Linked DNA regions of Mus musculus: region 2 is linked to region 1. A link is a contact called in public targeted proximity ligation data. All regions are on one chromosome and are shown on one strand. The core of a region is the stretch at or near the end of the contact, and the rest is flanking DNA. Distances in the headings are between cores, read along the strand shown.

What was found.
Region 2: a targeted proximity ligation map of pancreatic cancer cells shows a contact between it and region 1. A contact is called at or near these places in 2 of 39 promoter capture datasets (the HPC-7 cell line and hippocampal neurons) and 1 of 130 datasets of targeted methods (pancreatic cancer cells).

The regions. Positions count from the first base shown.
Region 1 is chr19:4,612,675-4,617,331 of GRCm38.p6, reverse strand. It overlaps Lrfn4 (leucine rich repeat and fibronectin type III domain containing 4), which reads left to right and starts at 1,665. Exons shown (of 3, transcript NM_153388.4): 1 at 1,665-2,369; 2 at 2,818-4,176. The coding sequence starts at 2,828. All of the region lies in intron 10 of Pcx (pyruvate carboxylase), which reads right to left.
Region 2 is chr19:4,312,560-4,317,196 of GRCm38.p6, reverse strand. Kdm2a (lysine (K)-specific demethylase 2A) reads left to right here. Exons shown (of 21, transcript NM_001001984.2): 21 at 1-1,053. Among named protein-coding and RNA genes, the nearest start is that of Grk2, 8.7 kb to the right of the region's middle.

The sequences.
Region 1 (4,657 bases), core at 416-2,915:
CAGCACACACCACCCTTTAACCCCTGCCAACCACGCTTCTTGAAGCAATTTTCACGAGGCCACCTCCTGCTAATTCCAAAGGCATCCTCCCATCTTCTTGCTAACAGCTCCCACCTAGACACTCTTTCCTGACCTCTTCTTCTACCCTTCCACTTCTCACATGCTATTGTCCTTAGGATATCCTGATCAGGACCTGCTGCTCCTATGACAGTCTCTGTCTCTGGAGCCAAGTGGAACCATCTCTAGTACATCTGCACTCCCCATGGAGCTCAGCAAGCCCTGCATCCCATGCTCCCAGCCTATCTGCCAGATGGATACCTTGCCCTCTACCCTGCCTACCCATCTTTTCCTGTGTGGCTGGGCATGCTGGACCCCTGTCTCATGACCAATCCTGTACTCTTAATCTCTTCTGCTCAATCCACACATTTCCCCCAAGCTGCCTCTACACAGTCACCCTTGCCCACCAGCTTCTGATAGGAAGTCATTAATGATTACAAAGCAGGACCCAGCTATCTGTGTGGGTGTGTGGGCCTTGCATCTGCTCGTCTCCTGGAAACTTGCCCATGCACCCTCCCCTAAAAGGGACCAAAGCATGGCACTTAACTGTAAAGCCATCTGAAGAACTGCATAAGGGTGAGAAGGACCCTCGAAGTCCCCAGCCACCACGCAAATTCCTCCCCTTTGCGACTACTGGACCTCCCACCATTGCCTCTGCTGGGAAGCTCCCTGGCAGTAGGAATGGGGCCAGGAACCACCTGGCTCCCACAACAGGCTACCACATGGCAGATACTAGAATACGTGTATATTTGGAGTGAATGGAAACTCTAGAGAAAGAAAAAGAAGTACTTGCCACCACCTCATATCACAGATGACCAAAGATCCAAATTATTTTTGCAACAGCTGGGGTGTCCCAGCAACAAACCAAGCATTGGCTTCCAGCTGCAAGGACTTAGGCCCCTCAAGCTGCAGGGTTTCCTTAGGTGTGAATGGTACAGGCAATTAACAGCCCTGGGTCTCCATGAGAAAAGCGCTTCTGTAGTTAAGTAACTTGCTCAAGGCTGGGCAGCTGTACCAGGCAGGACTAAAATCCAATCTCTTTCTCCCCTAGTTCCTGCCACCCACGCACTCCTTAGAGTCAGGTATGGAGGGAGGGGAAGAGCAAGATGGGGTCCAGGTAGCCTGGGACGAGAAGATGCCCCGCAGGAGGTGGTAACTTCCTGTCCCAACTAAGTGAAAGCACTCCTGGGAGACAAACACGATACCCAACTTGGTTCTGAGTCCACCTCACATTTTAGACCGTTCGGACTACACTCCCGAGGAGGCGGCCCCTCTGGAAGAGGGAAGGCGGAGCTATGACACGGAGAGGACCACTGACGCACAGCTTCAAACAGCGTGCCACAGCCAGCCTGCTGGGAAACCGCGCAGCACAGACCAATCCAGCCGGAGGCGGAGGCCGGTTGGCTGGGGAGCGCCCGGCAGGGCGGGAGGGAGACCGAGCAGAGAAGGGAGGGGCGCGGTGGGGCGGGGCACGACGCCAGTCCCCTGGCCAAGCCCTCAGGCCCCACCCGCAGAAGCCCTGTTGGGGGCGCCACCCCAGCCCGCACCCCCCCCCCCAAAGGGCCCGGGCCTGTGGGGGATTCTTCACGTGACGCGGTGATGCAGAACGGTTGTGACCTTCAGTGTGTGTCTGCGAACGCGGGGGTCCCAGTAACAGTGCGGGTTTGCACCCGGCCCTGCCCGTGGGTGCGGGGACGTGTGGGTGTGTGGGCATATGTGGGCGTGTTGGGGAGGGTGCCCAGAGACATGTGACAAAGACCCGTCTCTGGGAGATGGTAAAGAGGCCTAGAGCTGGCGCTTTGTCTGGTTGTCTGCAGAGCCGCGGCGCCCGCCTGAGCGGTTGCAGGATGCTTGGGCGCCAGGGTGGCCGAGGGCGCGCGCGTCCGTGCCAGGGTGAGTGCGCTGCGGCAGCGCCGTGGGGCAGAGCGGAGGGTTTGGCTGGGCCTCGGGCGTGACTGGGCGCCACCCGTGGGCGCTGCAGTGGCCGCGTGTCCCCGTGACCTCCCGAGCCCGGCTGGGGCCCGGGTGGATCCCTGTGCCCCTCCCGGTCCACCTTCCACGTGCGTGTTCGCGGCGCGCGCGTCCGCCAGCGCGCACCCGCCTGCCTGTCGCCGCCGCCGCCACCGCGAACGGCGCGGAGAAAAGGTGCCGGGAGCCGAGAGAGCCGGGGCCGAGGGCCCGAGCGCCATGGGCCGGAGGGCGCGCGGCTGGCGGGCCCGGCCTCGCCCCCGCGAGAGAGCGGCCTGGAGTCGGCAGGGGCCGGCTGGGTCCGCGGGGAGGCCAGCCCGCGCCCCCTGAGCGACGGACACCAGGTGAGCCCCCCCTCCCCCGCCCCGACAGGGCTCAGAGGGAGGCCCGCCCGGGGAGGAGCCACAGTCCACGCCAGGGATTTGGGGGACGCCATCCTCAGCCACGAAGAGGAAGGCAGGGAGGGGGGAGGGGGCTGGCCATTCCAGAGGATGCCAGAAGGAAGTTCCCGGACCCTCCCTGCTCTTGGCCCTCCTCCACTTCCTGCCTCAGGCCTCACCTTGTTCCCAGTACCTGGACTCCCTTCAACTGCTTGGGAAATGTGACCTTTACTCTGGGGGGCCCTAGTCTGCAGCCCCAGCCATCTTTTCTCCCTGGGGTCCTCTGTGAGCCTCTTACCCAAACCTTCCCCAGTTCAGACTCTGGAAACTGGTTCCTGGGACTGTGCCCTGGGCACAAGTGGGCACGTGCCCTAGCCCCACCTGTGCCTGGGGCTGCGGCCCTTTCCCACAGGGCACTCACCATGGCCCCGCCGCTCCTATTGCTGCTGCTGGCCAGTGGAGCCGCTGCTTGCCCGCTACCCTGTGTGTGCCAGAACCTGTCGGAGTCACTCAGCACCCTTTGTGCCCACCGAGGCCTGCTGTTTGTGCCACCCAACGTGGACAGGCGCACAGTTGAACTGCGCCTGGCCGACAACTTCATCCAGGCCCTGGGACCACCTGACTTCCGCAACATGACAGGGCTGGTGGACCTAACATTGTCTCGAAATGCCATCACCCGCATTGGGGCTCGCTCCTTTGGGGACCTGGAGAGCCTGCGCTCCTTGCACCTGGATGGCAACAGGCTGGTGGAGCTGGGCAGCAGCAGCCTACGGGGGCCTGTCAACCTCCAGCATCTCATTCTCAGTGGCAATCAACTGGGCCGCATCGCCCCCGGGGCCTTCGACGACTTCCTTGACAGTCTCGAGGACCTGGATGTGTCCTATAACAACCTCCGGCAGGTTCCCTGGGCTGGCATAGGCTCCATGCCTGCCCTGCATACCCTGAACCTGGACCATAACCTCATCGATGCACTACCCCCAGGTGTCTTTGCTCAGCTCAGCCAGCTCTCCCGCCTTGACCTCACCTCCAACCGCCTGGCCACCCTGGCACCTGATCCACTCTTCTCCCGAGGCCGGGATGCTGAGGCCTCACCTTCTCCCCTGGTGCTGAGTTTCAGCGGGAACCCACTGCACTGCAACTGTGAGCTGCTGTGGCTGCGGCGGCTGGCCCGGCCCGATGACCTGGAAACCTGCGCTTCTCCACCAACCCTGGCAGGCCGCTACTTCTGGGCAGTGCCTGAGGGAGAGTTCTCCTGTGAGCCTCCGCTGATTGCCCGGCACACACAGCGCCTGTGGGTGCTAGAGGGCCAGCGGGCCACCCTACGGTGCAGGGCCCTTGGTGACCCTGTACCTACCATGCACTGGGTTGGCCCTGATGACAGGCTGGTTGGCAACTCTTCTCGAGCCTGGGCTTTCCCCAATGGGACCCTAGAGATTGGGGTGACGGGCGCTGGAGATGCAGGAGCCTATACCTGCATTGCCACCAACCCTGCTGGTGAGGCCACAGCCCGAGTGGAGCTCCGGGTACTGGCCTTGCCCCATGGTGGGAACACCAGTGCTGAGGGGGGCCGTCCTGGGCCTTCGGACATTGCTGCTTCTGCTAGAACTGCTGCCGAAGGCGAGGGAACTTTAGAATCTGAACCAGCAGTGCAAGTGACGGAGGTGACTGCCACCTCTGGCCTGGTGAGCTGGGGCCTGGGGCGGCCAGCTGACCCAGTGTGGATGTTCCAAATCCAGTACAACAGCAGCGAGGATGAGACCCTCATCTACCGGTGAGGATGGGCCTTGCACACGCCCTTCAGCCTGCTTTGTTCACTGCGCCTCCCTCCCTGCTCAACCTGTATCCCCAGGGTCTGCCTGTTCCCCCTCCAGGCCTGTGCCTGCTCCTCTACTTTAAACTCTTGGCTTGGGCAGAGGAATGTGGCTGCTTTTAAAAGGGGTCTCAGGTAAGGCTGTGTGTGCCAGCCTTCCTGACCATCAGTGATAGCAGCTTGGGTGTCTGCTAAAGCACCCGACCCCCACCCCGGTATTTCTGCCTCTGTTTGGTTCCATCCCCTCCCCCTACCCCTCTCACCTGAGGCCTATGTCTGCACATGCCCCGCCCATCTCTGCCCTGACACTGGTGTGCACATGGATGCCTGCCATTGCTTCTGCTTTCCTGAGGGAGCACAGGCCTGTGTGTATGGACAGGGCCTTACAGGCCTCAGGGGCTGTCCAGGGCAAACCTGAAAGATGGGGATGGGGGCTGTACCC
Region 2 (4,637 bases), core at 432-2,931, 300 kb after region 1:
TGGGTGTTGAGCAAAAACCTTATTAATACTATTAATGACCTATAATTAGAAGCTTCCTGACTTTTTTTCTTTTTGGTTGCTCCTGTGGAAAATACTAAAATTACTAAGTTTTGTTTGTTGTCTTTTTATGAAAGGGGAGGTGGAGAGACCCTTTCAGAGCAGGGATTGTGCCGGGAGAGTGCCTCTGCCCTTTGGGACAGTTCATCCACAGAAATTTCTAAGCTGATGGCTTGTCTGGGTTTTGGTCTTTGCATTTGAATTTAGAAAAAGCAAGCATTTTACCGCACAGAAATTTGTCAGTGGAAAAGGGAGCTCAGGGTGGTGGCAGATGGACTGACGCCCTTGCTGGGTCTTTTCTTTAGGACTATGAGGGAGAATGGTTTTTAGAGGTGAGAGTTGGTCCTTGCAAAAAGAGAGAAGTGTCTCCGAGGACGTAGAACATGCGAGTTCATAGTCCTGCATCTACTCTTAGCTGCAGTCTTGCCAGAGCCTGGCCTCAGACTGCAGGACCTGACCTCTGCCTTCATCTTTCCACATACTGGGGCAAAAAAACACAAAGGAAAGGAAGAAAATTATATATATATAATTATATATATATAATATAAAATCACTTGGTGATTAAAAAAATAACTGCTCAATAAATAAAACTCCTAAAGTCACTATGTTTAAAGGGTTTGGTTTTTTGGGGGTGGGTGGGAAATATTGTAAATATATATTTTTTGTTGCTTATTTAGAGTCGATCTCCAATGTTGTGCTAAGATTTTTAAATTAAATGTAAGCATTAAGGGAATGAGTCTTAGGCCACCAGCTGACACATTGGCATTATTTTGGGTCAGGGAAGGAAGAAAGCTAGTTGGACTTTGTTTTCTAAAAGTTTCCCACTTGGTTTTAGAAAGAGCAAAGATGTCTTTCTTCTGACACTTGGGAATGGGAGATATTTGTGTAATAAAATTTTTAAAAGACAAAAAAAGAAATAGCCTCCAATGGGAAATATTTTGATTTGGTTTTCTTTTTTGTTTTTGTTTTTAAATAAAAAGACTTTAAAAACAAAAACTAACCCCTTTCATTTTTGGTGTATGTGTATGTCTATCTAAGAGGATGTCAGAAGGTCATATAGACATGCTGATGTCTTGCTAAAACTAGGAAGTGCCTGCCCCACCACTCTGGACAGAAACATCTGTGGTACAAGCCTGTATACTTACTAGCTTTCTTAATGTCAAAAAGCAACACTTGCTCGATGAAGTTAAATTTTAAAAGTACTTTACATGTGATTGCAGGCGTGTACATATACCATGGCATACTTCTGACCTGTGGAGGTTACAGGGCAGCTTGGAGGAGTCTCTTGTTTTTGTAACCATGTGGAGTTCCATGCTTGTAAAGGTCAGAGGGTAGTTTTTGGACACTTTTTTATGTATACAAGTGCTCTGTCATATTTGCATGCCAGAAAGAGGGCATTGATCCCATTGCAGATGGCTGTGAGCCACCACGTGGTTGCTGGGAATTGAACTGAGGACCTTCGGAAGAGCCAGTGCTCTTAACCAGTGAGCCATCTATACAGTCCTCCAACCCCTATCCCCAAAGCAAACTTTAATGGATGTGTAAGTATTTTATGTGGTAAGGCTAAAGGACCTCCCCAAAAGTAAACAGACTTAGAGCAGTTCCTGGGAACAGCCTGGGCATCTCTGACCTCTTGGCCCCAATAACCAAGACCAACCTCCCATGCTGAAGCCTCCAGATGGCCTGTGGCTGGCATTTGTCCCAACTCTAGGTTAACCATGTGACCAGAGAAGTACTGCCTGCTGCCAGAAATCCTCACTATCTCAGGAGGAGTGGATTCTTACTCATCCTGTTGCCCTAAGCTGACGCCCTGCTCTCTGCTCTAGAAACCGATGGAACACTGGTTACGTTTCCTGAAGATGAGCTATTTGGGTGTTAGCAGAGAAGAGGGGATTGTCAGCTTTGCCTCTGTTCTCATCCTTGCCACCCCTGTTTAGGACCTCAATCAGCACAGCCTCTAGTCCAGAGCTTCTTAACCGGGGGTTGTAGTCCCTTTGGGGTTGCCTAAGACCACTAAAAGAATATTTACATTATGACTCATAACAATACTAAAGTCACTATTTTCAAGTAGCAACAAAAAAAACAGATTTAAGGTTAGGCACCACCACAACATGAGGACTGTATTAAAGGGGCGCAACATTTGTAAGGTTGAGAACCATGGCTTCAGTCCAAATCAGGAGCAAGAATATTTTAATGACTGACCGACCCAGGTGCTGTTTCATACTTAAAACTCATAATGCAGGGGGCTAGGAGTGGTGCTTGCATGCCTTTAATCTCTTGAGTTCAAGGCCCACCTGGTCTACAGAGTGATTCAAGGACAGCTAGAGCTTCACAGAAACCCTATCTTTAACGAGAAATACAAATTTTAAATTTACTTAAGGTTTTATTTTTTTATTTGGAGAGTTCTCTTTATGTAGCCTTGGCTATTCTAGAACCTTCATATAGACCAGGCTGTCCTCAAACTCAGAGATCCACCTTCCTCTACTTTGCCAAGTGCTGGAATTAAGAGTGTGAACCATTATAACCGGCTAATTTGTTGTATATACATTGTCTGTGTATATGTCTGTGTACCATGTGGATGTTTGGTGTCCATAGAGGCCAAAGAGGAATCAGACCCCTGGAACTGGAGTTACAAATGTAAGCCACTACATGCATACTAGAAATTAAAACCAGGTCTTCAGGAAGAGTAACCAGTGCTCTTAACTGCTGAGCCATATCACCAGCCCCTGATTTCTGTTTTTTAGTTATGTGTATTATGTATGTGGATGAGTATGGTTTGTGCACAAGGGCAGTGCCCTCAGGCCAGAAGAAAGCATTCATTCGATCTCCTGGAACTGGGGTTATGGGAGTTTATGGACCATTGGACTTGAATGCTGGGAATCAAATCTAGTCCTCTATAAGAGCAATATGTGCTCTTAACAACTGAGCCATCTGTCTAGCTCAAAGCCTTCTGTGTGTGTGTGTGTGTGTGTGTGTGTGTGTGTAGCTGGAAGGAGGTGTATGTGCCTGTGTGGTTTGGATCCAGAGAAGACATCAAATTCCTTGGAGCTGGAGTTATAGGTATTTAGAAAGTCTCTTTACAAGACTCTGGCTTACTAGGTACAGGAATCTGAACTAGGACCCCATGATTATATAGCAAGTTAACCAATGAAACCATCTTTCTATTTTATTTGCATAGGGCCCTTCAAAAGAAGTATTTTGGGGAGGGGGTGCCTATTCCCCCAGGCCGACTTTGCTAAATGTGCTTGAACATTGGCTGCTTCACACTCTGGATGCACAGTTCTTCCTTTTCCCTATGTATTTCCACAGGTCCGGTCCAAGCTTAGGACGGAAGCTGAAAGCCAGAGAGCACTAAGCCTGATCCAGTCCCCTAACTTTCCCTGTCCTGTCCATCCCTCTCTAGAGGCTGAGCGCAGCTGCTATAAGCCAGGAGGTGCTGGAAGACAGTAGTGCACCTGAGAAACCAGAAAAGGAAAGGTAACAGGTAGAGGGCAGAAGAGAAATGAGACAAAGGGCTTGAGAGGATGCCTGGAGAGCAAATGAGACAGAAGACTCCAGCGAATGGTAGAGTCAGCAGACTAAGATTCTACCCTACTCCAGAGCTTTGCACATCATCTTTGTTCGCCAATGCTGGCCCAGAGAGGATAAGAAACCTGCCCAAGGCACTGGACGGGATTAATAGAAGTAGCTCTCAGATTCAGTCATACAACACTTCAGTACCAACGTGAGGACTACCAGACATCACAAGCTGTAATTCACAAGCGGTTGACTTAGGGTACAGGAACACATGCGCGTTGCATCTGGGAGGGTGGGTGTAGCTGAGGTCCAGAAGACTGAAGCTGGAATCTTAACCTCTGCAAAAACTCTGAAAAGCAGGTTGCGGCTGGGGCTGGGACAGGGCTGGACTACACGACCTTAAAGGTCCCTGGAAAAGTGCTGCTCCTCAGAACAGGGTCATGAGAATCTGGAAAGGAAGTAAGAACCTGCAACCTTCATTCTGGTGCCAGAAACTTGTAATCCCAGTGCTTGAGTAGCTGAAACAAGAAGATGGTGAGTTTGAGACCAGCCTGAATATATATTGACTTTGTCCCTAATAAATAGGACCCTCCAGACTGGAGAGCTAAGTTAGGTCCTGGAACCAGTGTAAATGTAGAATGAGAGAACAAACCTCAAAGTTGTCTGCTCACCTTCACACATGTGTTATGGCACACGTAGCCACACACATGCACAACATGCACACACACAGTAGCAATAACAACAAAACAGAGTATGATGACTTGTGTCTGGAACTCAGACTTGAGAGGCTAAGGAAGGAGGATCAATGGAAGTTCAAAACCACTTTGATCTCTATAGCAAGTTCCAGACCAGCCAAGGGTATATGGTAAAACTCTATCTCAAAAACAAGGTTGGTTGTTTGTTTGTTTGTTTGGCAAGGTTTCCTAGTTATGGTTTCTGTTGCTGTGAAGAAAACACCATGACCAAAAGCAAGTTGGGGAGGAAGGGTTTATTGAGCTTACACTTTGACAGCACTGTTCATCATTGAAGGAAGTCAGAACAGGGACTCAAACAGGGTAGGAGCC